2 separate regions of the Mus musculus genome follow, and region 1 is linked to region 2. A link is a contact called in public Hi-C data. All regions are on one chromosome and are shown on one strand. Each heading gives the region's core, a stretch centred on a gene start, on an enhancer-like site or on the middle of the called end of the contact. The rest is flanking DNA. Distances are from core to core; before and after follow the strand shown.

Region 1 (2,970 bases), core at 101-2,600, 76 kb before region 2:
TCATCTACAAGTTCATGGCTCTGAATTGAAAACAAAACATTAGAAAAATATTTACAGATTTCATTTATCCTACTACTTTAGCTTCCTTGGTAACTTCTTACCTACAGAAGAAGTCGCCTTCCGATAATATGCAACACTTGTACCCAAGTTGAATTCATATTTCCATTATAATTCTTCAAGGGGTTGAAGCATAAATTCTCACTTTACCATTTCCTCTCTCCCCTGGAAATCCCTAGCATAACTCCAGAAACAGTTGCGAGAAGCCCTCTTGGACAGCCGCTGTGACCTAAGGAGTCTTGGCAAAATTACCTCTAAGCCAAAAGCATCATGTTGGGATTATTCAGAAAGCTAATGTGTGGGAAGAAGATCAAAACTAAAAGGTTTGCATTTAGAAACAGCTTTCAGTTTCCCAGTCATTGAAAAGCTTCAACATATATTTAGGAGACATCAAATGGGCTTGGGAGAAAATCAGAGTATCAAAATGCGAATGAGCTGGGTAGTGGGCAAAGTGTGGTAAGCAGGTGGGTGATGCAGTATGGTTTCAGGTTGTGTCTATACACTTTTGCTACATGGACCTGGGGACAATGATGGCTCAGAGGCTAAGGGACTCTCTATTCTCTCAGTGGTCTCAAGTTCAGGGGCCATTATCCACAGTGGGCAGCCCACAACCATTTGTAACTCCAGTCCTAGAGGATCTGACACTCTCTTCTGGACTTGGAGGCCACCTGCATTCACATACACACAAACCCACACATATATACATATTTAAAAATTAAATCCTTAAATGAAGATTTTATTACATAATAAGTGCAAATCTTGGATTGTGTATTATTTAAATTGTTCATCATTTTAAATTATATCCTCTAAACATTACAAAACAGTTTTACTTATTTTCCAGTGAAGTGAAAGAAACCAATTTAATATTAAAGCTTTTAAGCAAGTGCTTGTCTGTGAATAATTAACCTGGGAATTACAAATACTGTTTACTGATTCATTAAAAGAAGGAAGGAAAACACACAGTCGATGTTAATTCGAGTCTCACAGGCAGCAAATAACAGCAACAAAGCCTCATTGAGTCATGTTGTGTAAATAATTTCTCTTAGTATTTTTGTTTATTTATTTATAGGATTTCCCCAGCCTTGCTATGAATATTATATGACCAAACTCATTTATAGTGGATTATGAGGTTTCATTTTCTAACCAAAGCAAATTAGCTTCCTAGAAAATAAACAAGCAGTTAGCAAAAGAAAGGCATCTTTCCCAATTAGCCAGACCTCTGCTGGTCCATGTTTAATGTCATAATGCAATACAATAATCTGGCACACGTTGCTGCTAGGAGTGAGCTTCATTAGAAAAGTCGGGGGAAGGCGGGAGCTCGGCGTGCTCTCAGCCTCTACGTGATAATTAAGGCCATATGCCTCAATCGATCTGGAAGGAATATGAAGAATGGTGGAAGAGACAAAGAGCCTCGCTGAGAAACCTGTTGTTTGGGATGCTGTGATACCCAGCGCTCTCCCAAGTCGGGTTTCACCTATTTTTAAAATGAAGTTAAGCTGGCACTGGAACAACTGCTGTATGTCTTAAGAAAACATCTGTTTAGGCAAATATAATCCATGTTATTCTGTAGTCCAGAACCTAGGACCCAATATTATTTAACAAGAATTCCTTCACCACACAGAACAATGAATTCTATAAACTAGGGAGGATAACAAAAGGTAAAATAAATGCCATCTCAGAAATCATTGTCAAAACTTCCAGTTAAAGAGCCAGATTTCATTTAAACACTTAAAGGAAGAAAAAAAAATCTTCCTTCGGAATACATTCAACATGGTGTACAAATAAGGGAAAAATAATTACGTAAAATCTGAGTTGAGAATTCCCAGAGGAATTACTGTAAGATTCACTTAGAGTCACTATGTGCCACTTATCAATGGGTTAGACTTCAGTTGGGTTTTGAAAGGGAAGAATCAATGAGAATGGTTGAAGACACAACAAAAGAAACAAACACCCCCCCCCAAAAAAAACCTACTTGTGATGGAATTCTAAAGAATAAGGAATAAAAGTTCCAAATTAAAGCAGTAGGTCAAACAGTCTGCTGTCTGGAGTACAAGCATCCATAATAGATTGAACACAATGTGTCAAATATTAGGGCTTGAGACAAGATTTAGGGGCATTAACTATCCTTCAAGAGATCAACTTAAGAAACTCAGCATAAGTCAGACATATTTCAGCAGACACAGAAATGATCTGATTAGAAAGAAAAACAACCAAACAAGAAATGCCAGTCAGAAGGGCTGTGTGACAGTCAAAATTATCTAAGCATATTTTAGACATGCCGCTAATAACTTTTCTTGTAAATTGAATCTTCCCTAAAATGGAAATAGCTTTACAACGATAAATGTCAGAATAAGCAGTTTATTTTTAATGCTATTTATTCTGCAACTACTTGCTAAACAGATTTTTAAAGGGCACAGATATGGAAAAACTGGGAAAAGAGCATTTAGTAGTAAGTGAGAGTAAGCAAGCAGAAATCAGGAACGTGTGCATGAGTACAAATGGAAGTCTGGATTTCTGGAGACCAAAGCAAGGCTAAATTAGGCAGTTTGCAGTCATACTTTTCCTTACTCCATGAAACAAATGTTGACATAAAAAATTACAGGAAATAAAGAGTATAGTCACTAGTTTGAGCTTTTAACCCCAAAGCACTCTTATAGACATTTAAATAAGACGATAATAGAACAAGAAGGAAGGAAGGAAGGAAGGAAGGAAGGAAGGAAGGAAGGAAGGAAGGAAGGAAGGAAGGAAGCAAGGGGAGCCTTCATAGTACAAATTACAAAATTCAGAGGTTTCAGTTAGGACTGGCTTCTAAAAGGAACAGGTTGAGAAACTCTTTTAGTAATAAACATCTTAATGGAGAGGAGACAGACAGCTTTAAGCCTGCCATGTCACTCCACTCCATCCTGGTGATCT
Region 2 (3,229 bases), core at 550-3,049:
GGCGCTGGGCTTGCAGCCCACAGCACCCGGGGAGATGCTCACACAGTAATCTGGAACAGTGATATGGGGCAGGAGAGCTGACAGAAGCACAGGTCTTTCCTCTGCTCTTCAAGCCTTTCTAGCAGAGCAGAAGATCCGTGGGCAACTTCAAGTTCTGAATATCAATAGGCCCGACTCAGGCTGGGAGTAGACCCCGGAGCAGCTGTGAGGACAGTGCGCGACTTCAACTTGGCGGTAAAAGAGCTCCTACTTGCAGTGTCCGCGAAGATGCAGAGGCTGGTTGCTTGAGGACAAGGGAGGACTTCTGATCCCACGAACCCTCTAGCAAATCCGATTCCAGTGGAAAGAGTACAAGGCTGAGGAGGGAACTTAAACAGTAATGGTGGCCCTGATCAAAGTGGATTCCCCCGAAGCTAGAAGGCGCAAGGGCCTGGCAGGTCCAAAGCAGAGCCCTCGGAGAGACTGGTCATGGCGCGCGTGGGGGCGCACCGGGTATTCAGACAGCCTTGGGGGTGCCGGGCGGTGATGCGGGGCTCAGGGCTCAGCTCCCGGGGCCTCTCCACTCCTGCGGCACAGCAGCAGCCTCAACCGTCTTCTCCACTTCCCGACAGCCAAGGATGGCTTGCACACACACATGCACTTCACTGGAGGATATCTTGGCAATCCCGCCTCCCTCCCGGCGTCCTTGGCGACGCTCTGCACCAGGGCCTGCCCCTGAGGTCACACAGAGAGACAAAAGGGCAGTCGGACTGCTGCAGCCTTGCAGGAATATCCACTAGTCCTCACTCCTGCAGTGGGGAAAAATCCAGTAAGCCAAGTTGAGTAGGAAAGGTCCTCTAGCTTGGGCAAGATTTGCAGATAGGCGAGCCCAGAAGAGCAAAGCAAAGACTAGGTGTCCGCGATGCCAGTGCTGCTACTGTGCCCTGATGGATGACTACTAGGTAGAAGGCAGAAAGATGGGGATCTGCTACCCTGGCAGACCCCAGGCGACAACCGAATGGCAGTAGAGTGTGCGCGCTCTTGTCAGCCACTCTGGTCTCCGGGATACGCCGCAGCTCCGCAGCACACACCTGACGGCACAGGTAGAAGAAACAACAGCCAACAGCGACGTCCTGCTGTATGCAGCCTCTCAGCCACCCCTCGGGCAGCCCCTACAAGTGGGTCCTCAGCCTCAAAGTGCAGGAAGTTTCCCCAGGCGTTGGATCCGGTCACCCACTGTCACGGGAGGAGTCCAGCCGCAGACGTTGAGATGCCGCTTAGCCCCGGACGTTGCACCTGACTCGGCGACCACAGACTAGGCAGCGCTTGGCTTCCAGCCCCTTCCCCTCTCAGGGAGGCTTTCGGCACTCGCGGTTCCCGGGAGGAAAGTGGAGAGAGAGGGAAGGCGGAGACTGAGCAGGGACTGGCGCTCCAGAGCCCCAGGCAAGTGTCTAAACAATAGGACGGACTCCGCAGCCTAAGTCTCGCCTGGCTGCTGGAAGGTGGGTTGTTGTTGTAACTGGAGTTGTCCGCTCTGGCTGCTGGGCGCTGAGCGCAGCCAAACAAAAAGACCCCAGTCCGCGCCTCTGGAGTCGCCTGTGGGCCCCCGGGACGTCCCCTTTTTCTCCTCAGTACTCCCGCAGCCTCAGGAAAGCTCGGCAGCTCCGGCCTGCGCCCTGAAGCCTGGGCGCTCCCATCCCTCGCCGCCGCCGCCGCCTCCTTCTCCTCCTTTTTTTAAACCACCGTCTGCGGCAGCCACAGCCGCCGCCTCCTCCAGCCTCCGCCGTCCAGGCGCTCCGTAAATAAATAAGCCCAAGTCCGAAGTTAAAGCGGCCGCCGGTCTTTATATAGCAGCCGGAGCCCCCGCCCTTGGCTCCGCCCCCGCAAGCCTCGCCCCGCCCCCTGGCCGCGCGCGGAAAGCCTGCACCTCGCCCGGGAGAGGTGAGGCCCAGGCTGGCAGCTCCGGCTGCAGACAGCGGCGCGCGTTCCCGTACGCCCCTGCTCGCGCCCAGACTCCTAGGATCCAGCAAACTTGGCCACCAGAAAGAAGAGCTCGGGTCTCCTCCACACAACTCCTTGGCCTCAGAGCTGACCAGAGCCCAGAAACCGAGGTTCCCAGCGGGAGAACGAGGAGAGGGGCAGCTTTGAGGACAGCTCATAAATAAATGGAGAAGGCAGAGCCTCTGTTGTAGCTTTTTGAGTCGCGATCCTAAAGGGGACCGCTCTGGGCTTGCAACACTGAAAGAGAGAAAGAGAGAGACAGCGAGATTATGATTTTAAAATTAAAACAAAAACAAAACAAAACAAGAAAACTCTACTGAAATAGATCTGCCTCCGTGAGCGCGCATTTTATCCCCCCCCCCCCCCCCACACACACACATTTTGTTTGGGTGGCTTCAAAGTTTAGAGTTGTAGCAAGTTGGGAGTAGTGTTTTCAACCTTCTCTCTGGCCTTCCCATCCCTAAGCCACCGTCTTCGGTTAACCCTTTCTTTATAATCACTTACTTAAAAAACGCCATGGTGAGGGATTTGGTTGCGTGGGCACTATACAAACTCACACAACTCCAAGGGTTTGGATAGGTCCCTACGGTTTTACTCTCTTAGCTGGCAAAGGGAAGAGGAAGTAAATCCTAGCGATGCCCATTATACTAGAAGGCTTTCCTTAATTCAGTGCCTAACTGGACACCCCACCCCCATCCCCACCTCACCCCTACCCCCATCCCCATCCCCACCCCTGCACTGTTTTGAAAATGAATTTCCTCCTTCCTTCTTGTCTCTTCAGTGTGATGTCTGGCAGTAGTCAGCATCTCTCAGCAGACACCAACGCCGCTATAGGTTTGAAATAACAACTAAATGAGTCAGCTTCTTCCCTTGCTTTTAATTTCCTCATCTTCTTTGCCTGTAGTCACGTTCTACTTTGTGCCAGCCCCTACCATAAAGTCAGTTTTACAGTAAAGTATCATTCGTATAAAATATCTGACAAACCTTGACCGCGAAGTCGGCCCAGTTCTCTTTAGCATTTTTTGGCATTTAACAAGCTACCTGTAACTTAATAGGTTTCCTGATCAGTGTTTTATTTCATAAATATGAACCGTGAAATCCCTCCAACATCTTTATTTTTGCCTATTTAAAAAATTTTTTTTCAGGATATCTTTCTCAGGTCATTTTGCCTGCCACTGAGATCCAAAAGCCCTTCAGAAGATATTGTCAAAGACAGGCTGTCCCCTCATAAAGTAGATTGGAACTCTTG

The links. Hi-C and Micro-C count contacts between places; a contact is called where the count stands out from the background.
Region 1: a contact with region 2 is called in a Hi-C map of the N1E-115 cell line, with 5 times the contacts expected there. The contact joins the enhancer-like site here to the promoter of Slit2 in region 2. A contact is called at or near these places in 1 of 484 Hi-C or Micro-C datasets (the N1E-115 cell line) and 3 of 9 other capture datasets (adipose tissue, liver and pancreatic islet).

What each region holds. Positions count from the first base shown.
Region 1 is chr5:48,057,226-48,060,195 of GRCm38.p6, reverse strand. The region is part of intron 4 of Slit2 (slit guidance ligand 2); the gene reads right to left. Among named protein-coding and RNA genes, the nearest start is that of Slit2, 76 kb to the right of the region's middle. Within about 2 kb of position 1,350, at least 7 of the 459 cell types and tissues checked have an H3K27ac peak or open chromatin away from gene starts, as enhancers often do. A contact at or near this core is called in the N1E-115 cell line, where this site is marked.
Region 2 is chr5:47,981,725-47,984,953 of GRCm38.p6, reverse strand. It overlaps Slit2 (slit guidance ligand 2), which reads right to left and starts at 1,799. Exons shown (of 36, transcript NM_178804.5): 1 at 1-1,799.